Regions from separate parts of the Sus scrofa genome. Here region 1 is linked to region 2. Evidence: chromatin contacts called from public HiChIP or PLAC-seq data. All regions are on one chromosome and are shown on one strand. Each heading gives the region's core, a stretch centred on a gene start, on an enhancer-like site or on the middle of the called end of the contact. The rest is flanking DNA. Distances are from core to core; before and after follow the strand shown.

Region 1 (3,749 bases), core at 859-3,358, 81 kb before region 2:
CTAGCCCAGAAGCTTCAATATGCCACAGGTGTAGTGTCAAAAGAAAAAAAAAAAAAAAAAAAGATAATAAATGGGTCAATTCCATGGTATGGAAATTATATCACAAATAAAGCTATTCAGAAATACTTTTTAATCATTAAGAAGTCTACAAATAACAAATGCGGGAGAGGGTGTGGAGAAAAAGGAACCCTCTATCCTGATGGTGGGAATGTAAACTGGTGCAGCCACTATGGAGAACAGTATGGAGGTTCCTTGGGGGTCAAACCCACACCAGAGCAGTGACCCAAGCTGCTGCAGTGACAATGCCAGATCCTTAACCCACTGCACCACAAGAGAACTCCCGTTATTTATAATGATGACACATCAGAAACACAAACATCAAACGATGGTGAACTAATTATAATATTAAGGTCTATTCATAGAGCAAATAACAGTCAATAACACCAGTGCGTCCGTGGGAAAACACGCACTAGGACAGAAGGAGAGAAAGTCTGTATGTATATGGTATGATCTCGTTTTTATAGAAAACTACCTCTTTATGACGTGTCAAGAAAAAGCCTGGATGGAAATAAAAGGGTTCAGAGTGGTTTCATTTTTCTCTTTATTCCTCTGTGCTGCTCAAGTTGTATTTTAAAAATATGTATTGCATAATTAGAAAGAAAAACCGATTTTTAGAACAGAAAAACGCAATGCTAACAACAGAATAAGCTGGTCTGTGTCCTCAGCAGCCACGGAGCACGGCCTGAACAACGGGAGGCCTGCAGCTCAAGCTGTCCCCATCACCCCCTCAAGCTCAGCTTGCCGTTCCCCAAATCCAGGAGGAATCTTCAAGATGTGACAGAATGCCACCAGAGAGACAGAAGAGGGCAGCCCTACCCCCTCTAGCCTCTAGGGAAAGTCAACAGTGGCAGCCTCACCCTCACCTGCTTCAGTTATTGTTTTAAACCAGTCCAGCAGCTTCTCCAAGCAAGTATCATCTGCCACAGGCTGCCGGGGGTCTGCCAGGACGGCGCAGAGAGCCGGGAGGAGCCGGGAGCACTCCGGGTCCATGATGAAGCTGCAGTTCCTGCAAAAGGAAATGTCAGGGCCAGGTCCCACCTGCCCTGGTCACGGGAAGCCCCCAGGCCTCCCCTTTCATCTCAGGCCAGGGGACCGCAATCCTCAGGTGGAAACTCTAAGCTGCCGGGATGGATGAAAAGCCTCAGCTTGGGTAGGATGGGAGATTGTCACGAGCAAGCAGAGCCCTCAATTGTGGAGGCAGAGATGGAAGGGAGTCTGGAGTAAACCATGAGGCCGCAGGAGACGAAAATCGGCCAACCTTAGATTTCGGTGGGAGAAGAGGGTGAGGCTGACCTAGGCTGCAGGTGAGCCAGTGAGGGACGTGGGCACACTCTGGGGCCAGCCACTTGTAGGGGGCAGGCCAGATGGAAGTGTCTGTCTGTCCCTCTCAGGGTCAGTGTGAAAACCCTGCAGCCAGCGGCGTGTGCGGTGGGGAAGGCACTCTGCCCACTGTCCGTTCCTAGCTGGGCGCGGCAAGTGCACCTGCGTGCGCGGCCCGGGAGAGGACTGGGGAGCCCGGCGGGCTGTGGGCAGGGGGGCTCCTGCGGGAGGGTGGGACTCTGCCAGGGTCCGGAGCAGGCCTGCCTGGGCTGGGTGTCCGTCTGTCCACCCCTGCCCAGGCTAAGTCCTTGCGGAAGGCGCCCTCCCTGGGAACGCCGCTGAGGGCGCCAGGCCGGCGGCGGCGGTGGTCACAGACCCCAGGCCAGGCGGCGCACGCGGGCCCTACGGAGCTCCCTGCCCTCGCCCGGGCCCCGAACCGGTTCCCAGCCAAGCCCACTACAGCGACCGCAATCCTCGTCCCGGCGCGCATCTCACCTGCTCGCGCCCCTCAGCCGCCGCAGGCCCCGCCCCGGACCGCGCCACCGGCCGGCCTGGGGGGGACGAGGACGGGGACGGCGGGCGTAGGGATCCGGGGAAGCGCCGCGGAGGCCACGCTGAAAGCCCAGAGCGCCCAGGCTCGGGGAACGAGCTCAGGCTGCGGGGAACCGGACGCCGCCAAACTCGCCGCGCTTGCCCATCACGCCCTCCTGGACGCTCATTGGACGCGCTCGGGCGTCCAGCAGGCTTTGCGCCTGGAAGGCGGAGCTTCCGGCGGAAGGGGCGTGGCCTCGGCAGCCGAGGGCCCACGTGTTTGGGCTGGCAAGGAAAGCAATGCCTCACCTGGCGGTAGGCTGGTGATTTCTCTGTACTGGTCCATGGGGTTTCATTCAGAGGCCAAGGTGCATTGAATGCACCTTGCCCCCTGTACATAGCTTAGCCTAGTTTACCCTACACTCGCTCTGCAGTTGGACAAAATCATCTAACTCGAAGCCTATTTTATGATAAAGCATTGACTATGTCATGTAATTGGTGGAATACTGTATTGAAAGTGAAAAGCAGAGTGGTTGTTGGTACGGAATGGTTGTAAGTGTCCGGTTGTTTACCCTGATGATTGCATGACTGAGGGGGAGCTGCAGTTCCCCGCCTCTGTCCAGCACCAGGAATGTATCCTAGCGCATACCCCCAGCTGGGAAAAGATCAGAATTCAAAATTCGAAGTCCGGTTTCCACCGAATGTATTGCTGTTTTCTCACCAGTGTAAAATCAAAAAGTTATAAGTGGAATCATGAGAATTTGCGTCTGTAATTAAATCAGAGAAAGTAAGTGAATTAATAGATGCAGGAAGGGCTGGGGGTTTGCAGAAACCCAGGAGTGGGAGAGGAGCAAGAGGCACTGGTGCGTGGGTAGCTGAAGTCCTAAAAGCACTCACCTGCCCCACGGACAGTACCGGAGGAAGCAGATGGACGTTATTAAGAAAGTGAGAGGCCTGCTAACAGGGCTTCACAGAGCAAAGGAGCACCAATAAGTGAAGTGGATAATTTCGGAAGAAATAAAAATAATTGCACCAGCAGCAAAGTGTTATCTGGTAGTATCTGGTTTTTGAGGTGTTACTGTGGAAAGTAACATAATGTCTTTTCTATCAAAGGAAACCTTGGTGACTCCATTTTGCTCTGTTTTTGGCTGAAATGCCCTCCTGGGACACCCCTCCTCTTTCCCTCTTCTCCCAGTAACAATTTGTTTCAAATGAGCCAACAGAGAAGAATGTGTGCCCTGACCTGACCAATGGGAAGAGGACAGGTCCACCACCTGCCTAGGGATAAATAGGGAGGGCTTTTCTTCTAAGCCTGTGCTTTTTGAGTCCCAGCGGCCTTCTGCCTTGTCGAGATCGCCCCGTGTTCATGTGTCCCATTTTCTGGCACCAACGATCCAAGCCATTTCCCCAACATTACCATGTACCAGGCACTGTCCTGAATTTTATCTCTAATCTCCTTCAGTGCCAACGAAAGCCCTGAAACTGTCTTCACTTCACAGACACAGAGATGACAGTGAGTCTACTAAACCTGAGCTCCTGACCATTAACCCACTCAATTTACCCTGCGTCCCGGAAAATAGACTTGGACCACTGTGTGGCTCACCCCCTTTGTTGTGGAGATGAGTAAACTGAGGAAAAGAAGATCATAGACTCTTTTTTTTTTTTTTTTTTGCCTTTTTAGGGCCACACCCGTGGCATATGGAGGTTCCCCGGCTAGGGGTCTAATCAGAGCTGTAGCTGCTGGCCTACACCAGAGCCATGTCTGCAACCTACACCACAGCTTACAGCAATGCCGGATCCTTAACCCACTGAGCAAGGCCAGGGATCGAACCCACCAC
Region 2 (3,903 bases), core at 1,258-3,757:
CACTATGCAATTCCAGACCGATCTCCACCGTTCCTTCCCCCCTACCCCAGAGCCCCCTCCCACCCGGGAGGGGTGCGTGGGTGGCAGCCCCAACTGCTGTGCCGGGCGGCGACCAGGGCCTCTTGTGTGGGATTTTTTTCTTTAACCATAATGGTTGTGTGCCACCCCACTTTATATTTGTTTAATATGATATATCTCTCCGAGTAATTTTGTTAAGACCAACCCCCCCCCCACGGGTTCCCCTCCTGGCCCTTGCACCCTCCCCTCCAACGTGATTCAGCGTCCAGACCGGGGAACTGAGGCCTGAACCGCTAGGCATTCTCCAACCTCTCTAGGGCCATGGCTGTATGTGCTGTCGCTGTGTTTCTGTTTTGGGGGGAGTTTTTTGGTTTTGTTTTTTTTTTTTTTCTTTCTTTTTAAACTGGGTTTGGGGTTTGATTTTTATTTCTCTGGGGCCTTTATTTTTCTTGGCAGATACTAAAAATCTCGTCAATGTAATTTCTGTGGTTTCTATTCAGCCTGGGTCTCATGTTTTAAAATAAACAAATTTTAAAGAACAGGCCTTTTTCACTGAATTGTTTTGGCTCCCACCCAAGTCTGTGGGCAGGGCGGCCACGTGCCGGGAGCCACTAGGGCCGGGTCGGCCCCGGTGGGCGGGGTCGGCCCCGGTGGGCGGGGTCTCGCGGGAGGGCGGGGCGGGCGGCAGGCGCGCGGAGCGACGGTCTCCGCGGCGTCGTAAAAGCCCGGTGTGCAGCCTGCGCTTGCGCCGAAGAGACCTAACGAGATGCGGCTTGCGGTGCGGAGGGTTCCTTTCTCCAGCCACCAGGAGAGGTGACAGACCTGGCCCAGGAGAGGGGGCAGAGAGGCCAAATGGGAGAATGGGCATCCCCGAGCCCCCACTGCGGTACCTCCTCGTCCTTGCAGGGGTACCTCCACCCCCACCCCCGCGACGGGCCTCCCCGGAGCCCGTATAGGGATCTGCGCTGGAGCCCAGGCCGGCGCTCCCAGGTGTTCCCGTCGGGAAGGGGCTGTGTTGTCCGAGGCCACGGAACCCAGCACATCACCCTAGGGAGGGGGAGGCCTACCACTCACCACCCAGGGAGACCTGAAGGCGGCGAGTTGGAGGAGGCATGTTCTCCCATGCGGGGTGCACAGGTGGGGAGGGGGCTGTGAGTCCCCGCTGAGGACAACCAGGCTCCCGTGGCATTGCAGGGGCACTGGGCACACGCCAGCAGCCTGGCCCAGTGGTTCAGATTTGACTGGCTTCTGAGGAAGGGGGCCCAGGATACGTAAGCTCTGAAGGGGAGACGCTGAGCACCCAGGGGTGGAGACGTTTGGGGCTCTGTGCTGCCGTGGTGCCATGGGGGGAAGAGAGTGAACTGGGGACCTTTGGGCCTAGGAGCCAAAAAAGGCGAGCGAGCCCCAGGCTTGGAATGAGAGCCAGGGGCCAAGAGGCAAAGACCCTGGCCCTCTGAGGCCCCAGCTTCCTGCCTGCATATCAGGGCAGGCACAGTGGCGTCCTGCCTCTCGAGGCTGCCACACTCCTTGGCTAACGGCCCCTTCCTGCATCCTCCTGGCCAGCAACGCAGCACCTTTAGGTCATTTTTGTTCTGACCCTGGCCCTCCTGCCTCCCTCTTTTTTTTAACTGGTTTTTTTGTTTTGTTTTGTTTTGTTTTTTCCGGTCTTTTTTGCCATTTCTTGGGCCACTCCCACGGCATATGGAGGTTCCCAGGCTAGGGGTCGAATCGGAGCTGTAGCCACTGGCCTACGCCAGAGCCACAGCAATGGGGGGATCCGAGCTGTGTCTGCAACCTTCACCACAGCTCACAGCAACGCTAGATCCTTAACCCACTGAGCAAGGGCAGGGATGGAACCCGAAACCTCATGGTTCCCAGTCGGATTCGTTAACCACTGCGCCACGACGGGAACTCCCTGCCTCCCTCTTTAAAGGACCTCTCTGAGCATCGGGCCTACCTAGATCATCCAGGATGTTCTTCCCATCTTGAGAGCCTTAATTTTCTCAGACCTGCAAAATCCTTTTGCCCCCTAAGGCGACAAAGTCATAGATCCCAGGGATTAGCCCTTGGACATCTTTGGGGGCCATTATTCTGCGTACTGTGGGAAGATCTGGAGACTATCTGAGAAAAGCATTCCAGGCAGAGTGAGCAAAGGCCCTGAGGCAGCTACACGCCCAGCATGTCCAAGCAGGGAGGTGAAGGTGACCGGAGCGGAAGCATCAAGGGGAGAGTGGTTAGAAATGAAGCAGCGGGAGTTCCCGTCGTGGCGCAGTGGTTAACGAATCCGACTAGGAACCATGAGGTTGCGGGTTCGATCCCTGCCCTTGCTCAGTGGGTTAACAATCCAGCGTTACCATGAGCTGTGGTGTAGGTTGCAGACGCGGCTCGGATCCTGCGTTGCTGTGGCTCTGGCGTAGGCTGGTGGCTACAGCTCCGATTGGACCCCTAGCCTGGGAACCTCCATATGCCGCGGGAGCGGCCCAAGAAATAGCAAAAAGACAAAAAAAAAAAAAGAAAAAGAAATGAAGCAGCGGGTGGGGACTGCCAAGGGCTTGTAGGCCTTGTAAGGACTTTGACCTTGACTCAGGGTTAGGCCACGGAGGGTCTGAGCAGACTGAAGTGACCTAACACTCACTTTAAAGGATGGCCCTGCCTGCTGAGTCAAGACAGGAGCAAGGGCAGAAGTGATGCAGGTGAGAGCCGAGGGTGGCCCAGGCCAGTGAAAAGGGACTGGGCTTGGGAAAGTGACACCAGCAGGACTTCCTGGCAGACTGCGTGTAGGCAGGGGCTTTGGGTTGAGCAGTTGACGGGGAGGTATTGTCACAAAGACACAGGATTGGGGAAGGTCCAGTGTTGGAGATGTGGAGCCCGAGGTGTTCGTGAAATAACCCAGGGAAGGTTTGGAGATGTATGGTCAGGCCACTCAAGATGGCTGTTCTCTTGCTCTCTCTACATCCGCTGCCCGACCTGTACCTGCTTCACCTGTACCCGCGCTCAGGACTGACCTACCTGCAGACCTGCGCAGGCCCCAGCTGCTGATTGTTTTTATCAGCGGGCTGTGAGGGGCGTGCCTTGCTGGTTTCTCTGCTAACTAGCGCGCTAACCTGAAGTCAATTCCGCCTATGACTGGCAGGCTCCCCTTCCTCTCTGGAGCAGAGCACTGCCACTGCCCTGTCCTGCCCACGCCCGCGGTGGTTCGTCGCTCCAGGACGTTGCTGCAGACATGTAAGCTCCCCCATCCATTAAACCACTGCCGTATGTGTCGCTGACTCCAGGCTTCCTTCAGTCTTGTAGCCAGGCGAGCACAAGGCCTTGTAGGCCTGTGGGGTGCAGCCGACAGGAGAGGTGGCGGGATGAACGCGTCTGGGATTCTGGGAGAGCACTGGGTGGAGACTGTCGGGTGGAGTCTGGCTTGGACCTGTGTTGAAAGCCACAAGCCTGGGTGACATCTCCCAGCGAGTGAGTGTGGACGAGGAGATGGCAGGGCCAAGGACCGGGCTGGGGGCCTCCAATCTGGCATTTAAGAGGTGGAGGGGTGACCAGGGAGGCCAGAGGAAGCCCAGGACAGTGGGTGTCCTGGGAGCTGTGACAGTGTCGTGGGATGAGGGACCCCAGCGGATGCTGCTGATGGCCGGGTTCCACGAGGACTAGGAAATGACCGGCCATTTGGTGACCTGGACGCCTTCAGAGAAGAACAATTCAAACGGGGGCTGGGGTGGCAGGTCTCTGAAGCAGAGAGGAAGTGGGGTGCTGTGGGAGAGCGGGGGTGGGGGGCAGAGATGGTGGGTCTGCCCAGAGGCCCCCGCGACGCTTGGTCTGGCACAGGTGAGACTCACCAGGCGGGGAGGCAGGCCCTCCAGCCGCCCAGGTGTGGGTGGTGAGTGG

The links. HiChIP or PLAC-seq counts read pairs in DNA pulled down with a chosen protein or histone mark.
Region 1: an H3K27ac HiChIP or PLAC-seq map of alveolar macrophages shows a contact between it and region 2. The contact joins the promoter of BRAT1 here to the promoter of LOC110259834 in region 2. A contact is called at or near these places in 1 of 5 promoter capture datasets (liver), 2 of 47 Hi-C or Micro-C datasets (embryonic fibroblasts and heart right ventricle) and 1 of 2 datasets of contacts at active chromatin or transcription factors (alveolar macrophages).

Annotation. Positions count from the first base shown.
Region 1 is chr3:1,904,007-1,907,755 of Sscrofa11.1, reverse strand. It overlaps BRAT1 (BRCA1-associated ATM activator 1), which reads right to left and starts at 2,108. Exons shown (of 14, transcript XM_021086009.1): 1 at 1,876-2,108; 2 at 924-1,066.
Region 2 is chr3:1,822,940-1,826,842 of Sscrofa11.1, reverse strand. LOC110259834 (proline-rich protein 36-like) reads left to right here and starts at 2,507. Exons shown (of 2, transcript XM_021086002.1): 1 at 2,507-2,711; 2 at 3,017-3,903. TTYH3 (protein tweety homolog 3) reads left to right here. Exons shown (of 14, transcript XM_021085989.1): 14 at 1-559.